2 separate regions of the Oryzias latipes genome follow, and region 1 is linked to region 2. A link is a contact called in public Hi-C data. All regions are on one chromosome and are shown on one strand. The core of a region is the stretch at or near the end of the contact, and the rest is flanking DNA. Distances in the headings are between cores, read along the strand shown. Region 1 holds the start of trmt11 (tRNA (guanine(10)-N2)-methyltransferase homolog). Region 2 holds the start of rspo3 (R-spondin 3).

The links. A called contact is a pair of places that touch in the nucleus more often than the background predicts.
Region 1: a Hi-C map of fibroblasts shows a contact between it and region 2, with 3 times the contacts expected there. The contact joins the promoter of trmt11 here to the promoter of rspo3 in region 2. A contact is called at or near these places in 2 of 5 Hi-C or Micro-C datasets (embryo and fibroblasts).

Annotation. Positions count from the first base shown.
Region 1 is chr16:14,206,535-14,209,886 of ASM223467v1, reverse strand. It overlaps trmt11 (tRNA (guanine(10)-N2)-methyltransferase homolog), which reads left to right and starts at 1,628. Exons shown (of 13, transcript XM_004077776.3): 1 at 1,628-1,711. The coding sequence starts at 1,634.
Region 2 is chr16:14,061,209-14,064,497 of ASM223467v1, reverse strand. rspo3 (R-spondin 3) reads left to right here and starts at 1,917. Exons shown (of 6, transcript NM_001252249.1): 1 at 1,917-2,016. The coding sequence starts at 1,917.

The sequences.
Region 1 (3,352 bases), core at 379-2,878, 150 kb before region 2:
TGTTCATGAAGTTTAATGACAACAAACAAAATAGCGAGATGATGTCTGTTGTTTCTGAGATCTCTCTTGTGTGACTTATGCCTCCAGAGGAGTCGGATGGAGTTCATGCTATAGCACCAGACCGCCTGTCACAGACAGGTCCGTGTTCACTGTGGGGGTTCTTTGGCGGCTCCATACTCGCACTGTCACTGCACAAAAACCGACACACAATAGTGTTTAAGATGTACTTCACTAGTGAAGATTAGTTTATATTTTAAATAGCAGCTAGATTTTAGTTTGTTTTCCTGAGCTATCTGTTAATAGAAATGATATTATAATGTAAACAAAGGCATCCTCTCCTATTGGAGTTTTCTAGGTCATTGTTCCAGAGTGATAACTACATGATCGTCCTTCCCCTGCCAAAGCATCTCTCCCTCAAAGTGTACCAGTCTTTGCTTCCTGGCGCGTAAAAGAATTCCCACCAGTTTATTAGAGATAGTCACATAATGCTCAAACAGCTTCCCAAATTCCACTGTAATGACCGTCCCAGTTCCGTCTCTTTCCTTCAGCTCTCCGATGCTCCGAATCACCTGGCAGAGCTCCTGGACCTCTCTGCTGATGAGCGTTTGAGCATCCCTGCCACGCTGCTCCGTCAGGGATCCCTGCAGGGGTCTCCCATAATCCTCCTGTCCCCTCTGATGAACTGTCCCGTCGGGTGTGGTGTGATGGCTGAAGGGATTGTGCTTCTGGTAGTCCTGCCGCTCACTGGACCACCTCTGCCAGTTCTCTTTGAGGCCTTTGACAGAAACACTGTGCTCTGCAGCAGAATCACTGGACTGAGCAGGAGCACAAAGGTCCCCCTCAGGCTCCATGGTGGTCCCCTCCCATGAGTCCAGTCATTTCTGTGTACAAGAGCATTTTTATTATCATTCTAAATGCAACTAAATGTTTTTTCCCCTCTTTCTTAGGTCTAAATCTAAGTGATCATTGATTGGGACTAAAACAAACGCATTCTGTTAATTGCCACATTTAAAGTAAAGAAAAAAAAACTAAACTTACATGTAGCTGACTCATTTGTTCACTTTCCTTCACCAAAAGTGACTCGTCATTTTGCAGCCAAAATGCAGCAATTTCTGATTACACTGTTACAACTCAGCGCGTTTAATGGAGCCAGCAGCTTTGCTGACAATGGCAGGAGTGCAGAATGCTTATGAAGCGCCAAGCTAAGTCACGCTGATTGGCATGTTTATCGACCAATAGCGTGGAAGTGTTTGAATAGCGAGCCAATCACTGTCTAGAAGGAGGAGCTTGAGTAGGTGTCACTGAAGCAAAGCAGATTAATGTCAGCATATACTCTTCACATTTATTCCACGCAAAGTAAGACAATAAACTAACATGCTCAAGAAATTGGAGCAGTTGCTTTCATTCTATGGGGGGCGGGGTCCATGGGGCAAACATTAAAAAAATAACAATTTCACAGATTAACAAACTGAGAAAGCCACGATGTCAAGATTATTTAGTGTTTTATTTTACCTTATTTTTTTTTTTACTTTTGAAATTATACATGTTTATGTGTTCTATGTAATTTTCGTCTAAGCGGTACGTTTCGTCAGGACCGAGTTTCCAGCCGGATATGTTATGAGGTACAACAAAGATGGCTACCCCCTGTAGCAGTTCACGCCTCCGGTATTTAATACATCTTGCACACGATAATGTGGATTTCAGGTTACCGGTAAATATTTGTTATTTTTTACTTGTCGGTGTTGCTTTAGCCGTTAGTTTAAATGTTTAATTTGGTATTCTTTCGTAAACCACCTACTATTCTCTTTCATTTTCTTTTTACTGTGCTAGTGTTAGCTTTAGCTTGTTTGTTAAACAGTAGAAATGCAGCCCATTTTTATGCCTCAATCATGAAGTGACAACTGCTGACAGTGATTAAAATTGAACGCATTTGCTAGTTTAAACAGTTTTCAGGTTGAAAATCTCTGGCCCCCTTCTTACTGAATTCTTCTCCCACTTTATTGTGGTAACAAATCTACAGTGGTGGACAAAGTTGTTGGTTGGTATCCCTCAGTGAAAAGAAAGAAAGTCCACAATGCTCACTGAAATGACCTGTAATGCTCAAAAGTAACAAATTAAAATTGAAAATTAAATAATTGAAATCAGCCATTACTTTTGAGTTGTTGATTAACAGGATTATTTAAAAAAAAAAAAAAACGAATTAAATAGGGCTGGACAAAAATGATGGTACCCATAACTTAATGTTTTGTTGCACAACCTTTGAGGCAATCACTGCAATTAAACAGTTTCTGTATTTGTCAATGAACCTTCTGCACCTGTCCACAGGTATTTTGGCCCACTCCTCATGAGCAAACTGCTCCAGTTGTCTCAGGTTTGACGGGTGTCTTCTCCAAATGGCATGTTTCAGCTCCTTCCACAGATGTTCAATGGGATTCAGATCTGGGCTCATAGAAGGCAACTTCAGAATAGTCCAACGCTTTTCTCTGAGCCATTCTTGGGATTTTTGGCTGTGTGTTTTGGATCGTTGTCCTGTTGGAAGACCCATGACCTGCGACTGAGACCAAGCTTTCTGACACTAGGCAGCACATTTCTACCCAGAATGCCTTGATAATGTGGAGATTTCATTTGACCTTGCACAACTTCAAGACACCCTGTGGCAGATGCAGCAAAGCAGCCCCAAAACAGAACGGAGCCTCCTCCATGTTTCACAGTAGGGACAGTGTTCTTTTCGTTGTATACTTCATTTTTGAGTCTACCAACATAGAGCTGATGTGCCTTACCAAAAAGCTCCAGTTTTGTCTCATCTGTCCAAAGGACATCTTCCCAGAAGCTTTGTGGCTTTTTAACATGCTTTTTTGCAAATGTCAAGTCAACTTTATTTAATTGCAGTGTTTGCCTCAAAAGGTTGTGCAACAAAATATTAAGTTATGGGTACCATCATTTTTGTCCAGCCCTATTTGTTTCGTTTTTTTTTTTTTTAATAATTCTGTTAATCAACAACTCAAAAGTAATGGCTGATTTTAATTATTTAATCTTCAATCAATTTTAATTTATTGTTACTTTTGAACGTTTCAAGTCATTTCAGTGAGCATTGTTGTGGACTTTCTTTCTTTAACTGAGGGGTACCAACAATTTTGTCCACCACTTTACACACGTATGCAACTTCAAAATTATTTTTAAAGGGTCCGTAATATAAACGTTTTGGTTGAATAAAATAAAAATACACAGTCGAAAATATTTCCACAGCATTTAAAAGCTGGAGACATTCATTCCACTCAACATACATTGTTGAAAAAGGAGGCACATTTTTTTCAAATTTTGCTGTGGAGTGAAAACATTTTAGTCCAATCTC
Region 2 (3,289 bases), core at 668-3,167:
ACCAAACCAGGGGGCAGCTTTTCTAACGAGAACATTTATCACCACATTGTCTGCAACTGTGTTATCCGAACTAGGACTGACACTGTATTTATGTTTCCTTGATGTGAGATACTCTGGGAGGTAATGCATCCTAAATGTTATTCTTTTATAACAACATTTCATTTTTACTCATCAGAGAGAGGTCAAGTGCTGAGGCTGTCTTTAATCTTACTGGTACCCAGCTAAAATGTTGAGAACGCAACCGTTTTGCCATGCTTTTATGGAAATAACTCCCTCTAGAGGTGATAGCGTGAGATAACGTTGAGTTTAATAAAGATTTCCTCCTTTACCACCAAAGCCATCCTATTCTCTTCGATGTAAAAGGGGAAATTTGGGGGATTTTGGCTTTGATCACTCTGTTTATGTCAAAGATTTTGGTCAGGAAGCAAGATTTAGAGGGAAATGTAACTAAACAATTTTTAAAAATAGGTCCAGTTGCTGATAATAAATTGATCTTAAAAGTCTCAAGTGTCTAGACATAAAATAGAAAAGTTTATTATTGTTGTTGTTATTTGAACTAAAACTAAAGAAAAATCCTCTTCCTTGATTCGGTTGATGTGGCTGTTTTCTGGAGCCTTTTCAAAGGGGGCACTCATTCCCCTCAGCATTAAACTCCTGCCATCTTAAACAAAAGAAAAAAATTACACGTCCATCCATTTTGTAACCCTTGTGCTATCCTAGTCACTTTAACGTCGGTAGTTGGGTCATCTAGACCCACTAGACAGTGCACTGAACCTGTTTTATTCAATGATTTGTGATCTTCACTGGTGTCTTTGATTACATGAAATCTTTCCACCTTTGTAATGGTAGGAAGAACACGTCAATGTAAGGGTGGGGTCATCTAAGATAGCACAAGGGTTACAATGTATTTATTTATTTTTTTATTTATTTGTTTATTTTTGCATTGGACTCATCATGTTAGAGGATGCGCTTTCTATTGAAAATCCAAAAGGGAATCATAGAGAAGCACAGTACACGTCTGAGCCCTCGCTGAAATAACTTCAGCATGTCTCCCTCTGTCTCTGACGAGGGGGGTGGATAGGGTGGGGGTGCCCTCTAAATAAACTTTAAAGCTCATAGCTCATAGGGGAGGGGGGCAGTGGAGGGGCTGAAGTCATCAGCGGGACGGGAGAGGGGGGCAGGGGGGGGGGGGGGGGGGGGTAAATGGGTCCGGCACGCAAAGCAGAAAGGCGCTGAAACTGCGGAGATTCACATCGGTTCAGCTGCAGCGAGCAGAGGGAGGCGCGCCTGTGAGAGAAGGAAACACATTTTACAGTTTAATGAAACTTTTCGATCCTGTGTTGGCTTTCACTTTCTGAGTGTGCGCGCATGGTTGCTTCAGTGGATGCTGAGGTGAAGGCGAGACCCTCTGCGCGCTCGGCGTATCATCCAGGCGCACCGGGACGCACGGCGCATCTCCGCTGAGACACGAGCGGAAGAGTTCTGGAGTTCTGAAAAATGGATTTATTACCCCCGAGTTCTTGAGAACCCCTGCGGGCATGCTTTGATATCATCTTTTCTTCTTTAATTATCTCTCCCTGGCGCGCAACAGATGACAGTCCTCCTTTTTGAGACGTGTGGATGTTTTTCCAAGGGAATAGTCTTCATCACTGCGTGGATAACGGATCCCTGACGCAGTCCGGCTTTTTTGGCCCATATGTGGACCCCATACAGGATGTTACAGTCTAAGCGGCCCAGGCATCATTGGGCCACCGTACACTACCACCACCACATAACACCACATAGTTGGGCGTCCTGTTTCGTGTAGGAATTATCCACACTCCAGCTTCTGCCTCTGTCTGGGGCGAGGAAAAAGTGAAAGAAAGTGTTTCGGTGAACATTGACATTGGCTTTACAAGTCTCACCTTTGGGCTACTATGCAATTACAAGTCATCTCCTTTGTTTTGATCATCTTGCACTGCATGGATTTCACTGGTTGTCAGCCGCACAGCAGCTCCAGGCACCCGCAGCATAAATGTAAGTAGCACGCTGCCTGAGTGAGGTCATACAAGTGAGAGATTTTATTCTTTAATGTTTGCTCTTTATTTCAAATTTGTTACATTTGTGTCAAAACTACTTCTTATGAGGAGCTGTTGGATTCTGCAACCACAGAGAAACCCCAATTATTATTTGAACTTTCTTAATGATTGTTTTGGGTACATTGTCTTACCGTGTGCAATTTTAGACTTGTGGGTTATCAAACAATAGTTTTAAGAGCAAAAACAAATTTCCTAGGACAGTTTGGATTTCAAAGACTGCACAGTAGTGTGAATTTTTCTCATTTGTGCGCACTTAAGTGATTTAATAGCTCAATTGAACAGTGGCAGCTGAGGCCCGCTGCGCCTCTTTACGCGCACTCTCCTGCCTCCCGTCGCTCTCTAGCGGCCAGCGCAGCAGACTTCAAGCATTTTCCAGGCTGCTGTCAGGGCTATAAAGTCTGTTCAATGCTCATGTGAACATCCAAGCTTTTGCTTCCCATGTTCAGCGCACTTTTCAGACTTTGTGGCAGTTTCAACCTTTCTTGTGATGTGGACAGTGGGGTTTCTTCTCTATGCCACCAGTCACTTGTATCCTTAGACATATCAGGATCTAAAAATTAATGCAAAATGAACGTAAGGGGTCCAACTTCTTTCATCTTTCATAATGGTTTAGCATAATGTATAATCTCTTAATCTTTAACCAGATTTTTCTTTTTCATTTTGTTTCATGACTATGAAAAATAGGAATCAATAAAGCATTTTTTGTACTGCCCACATTGACTTTATCATTGAGGGTCTCCAGATGTGCTCTGTGATTAATTCCATTGCAGAAGAGCAATGATAACTGGAATATTCCGTGTATCACTTGCCAGCGTGTGCTAAAACTGTCTATGATGCAGTAGGGTTGACCTTCAGAGAGACGTTTTTATCCCTGCCACCTGGGATTGAACCTTCTTTGTGTTCTTCTTGCCTTTGGTCACACATCGTAGATCAGATTACCAGTGATTGCTACATCCAGCATTAATTCTGCTAATCCTGACTGTGTTTGCTATACAAATGTAGAAATATTTAATTAGGAAAGTCTACTTTATGTGCAAGGATCTACAGATTTGTTCTTGTTTGGTGTCCAAAAAGCCTCATTAGAAAGGAAGAGGAAATCCTTGTTTGGAAAGCTTTTCTTTGTCTTCTTCAACTAAACTCCCCTTTAGCTAAGATGCCTTCTGTGAATTCAGATTCCTTGTTAGTCTGGGGTTACTTTGCCGCTGTGCAAA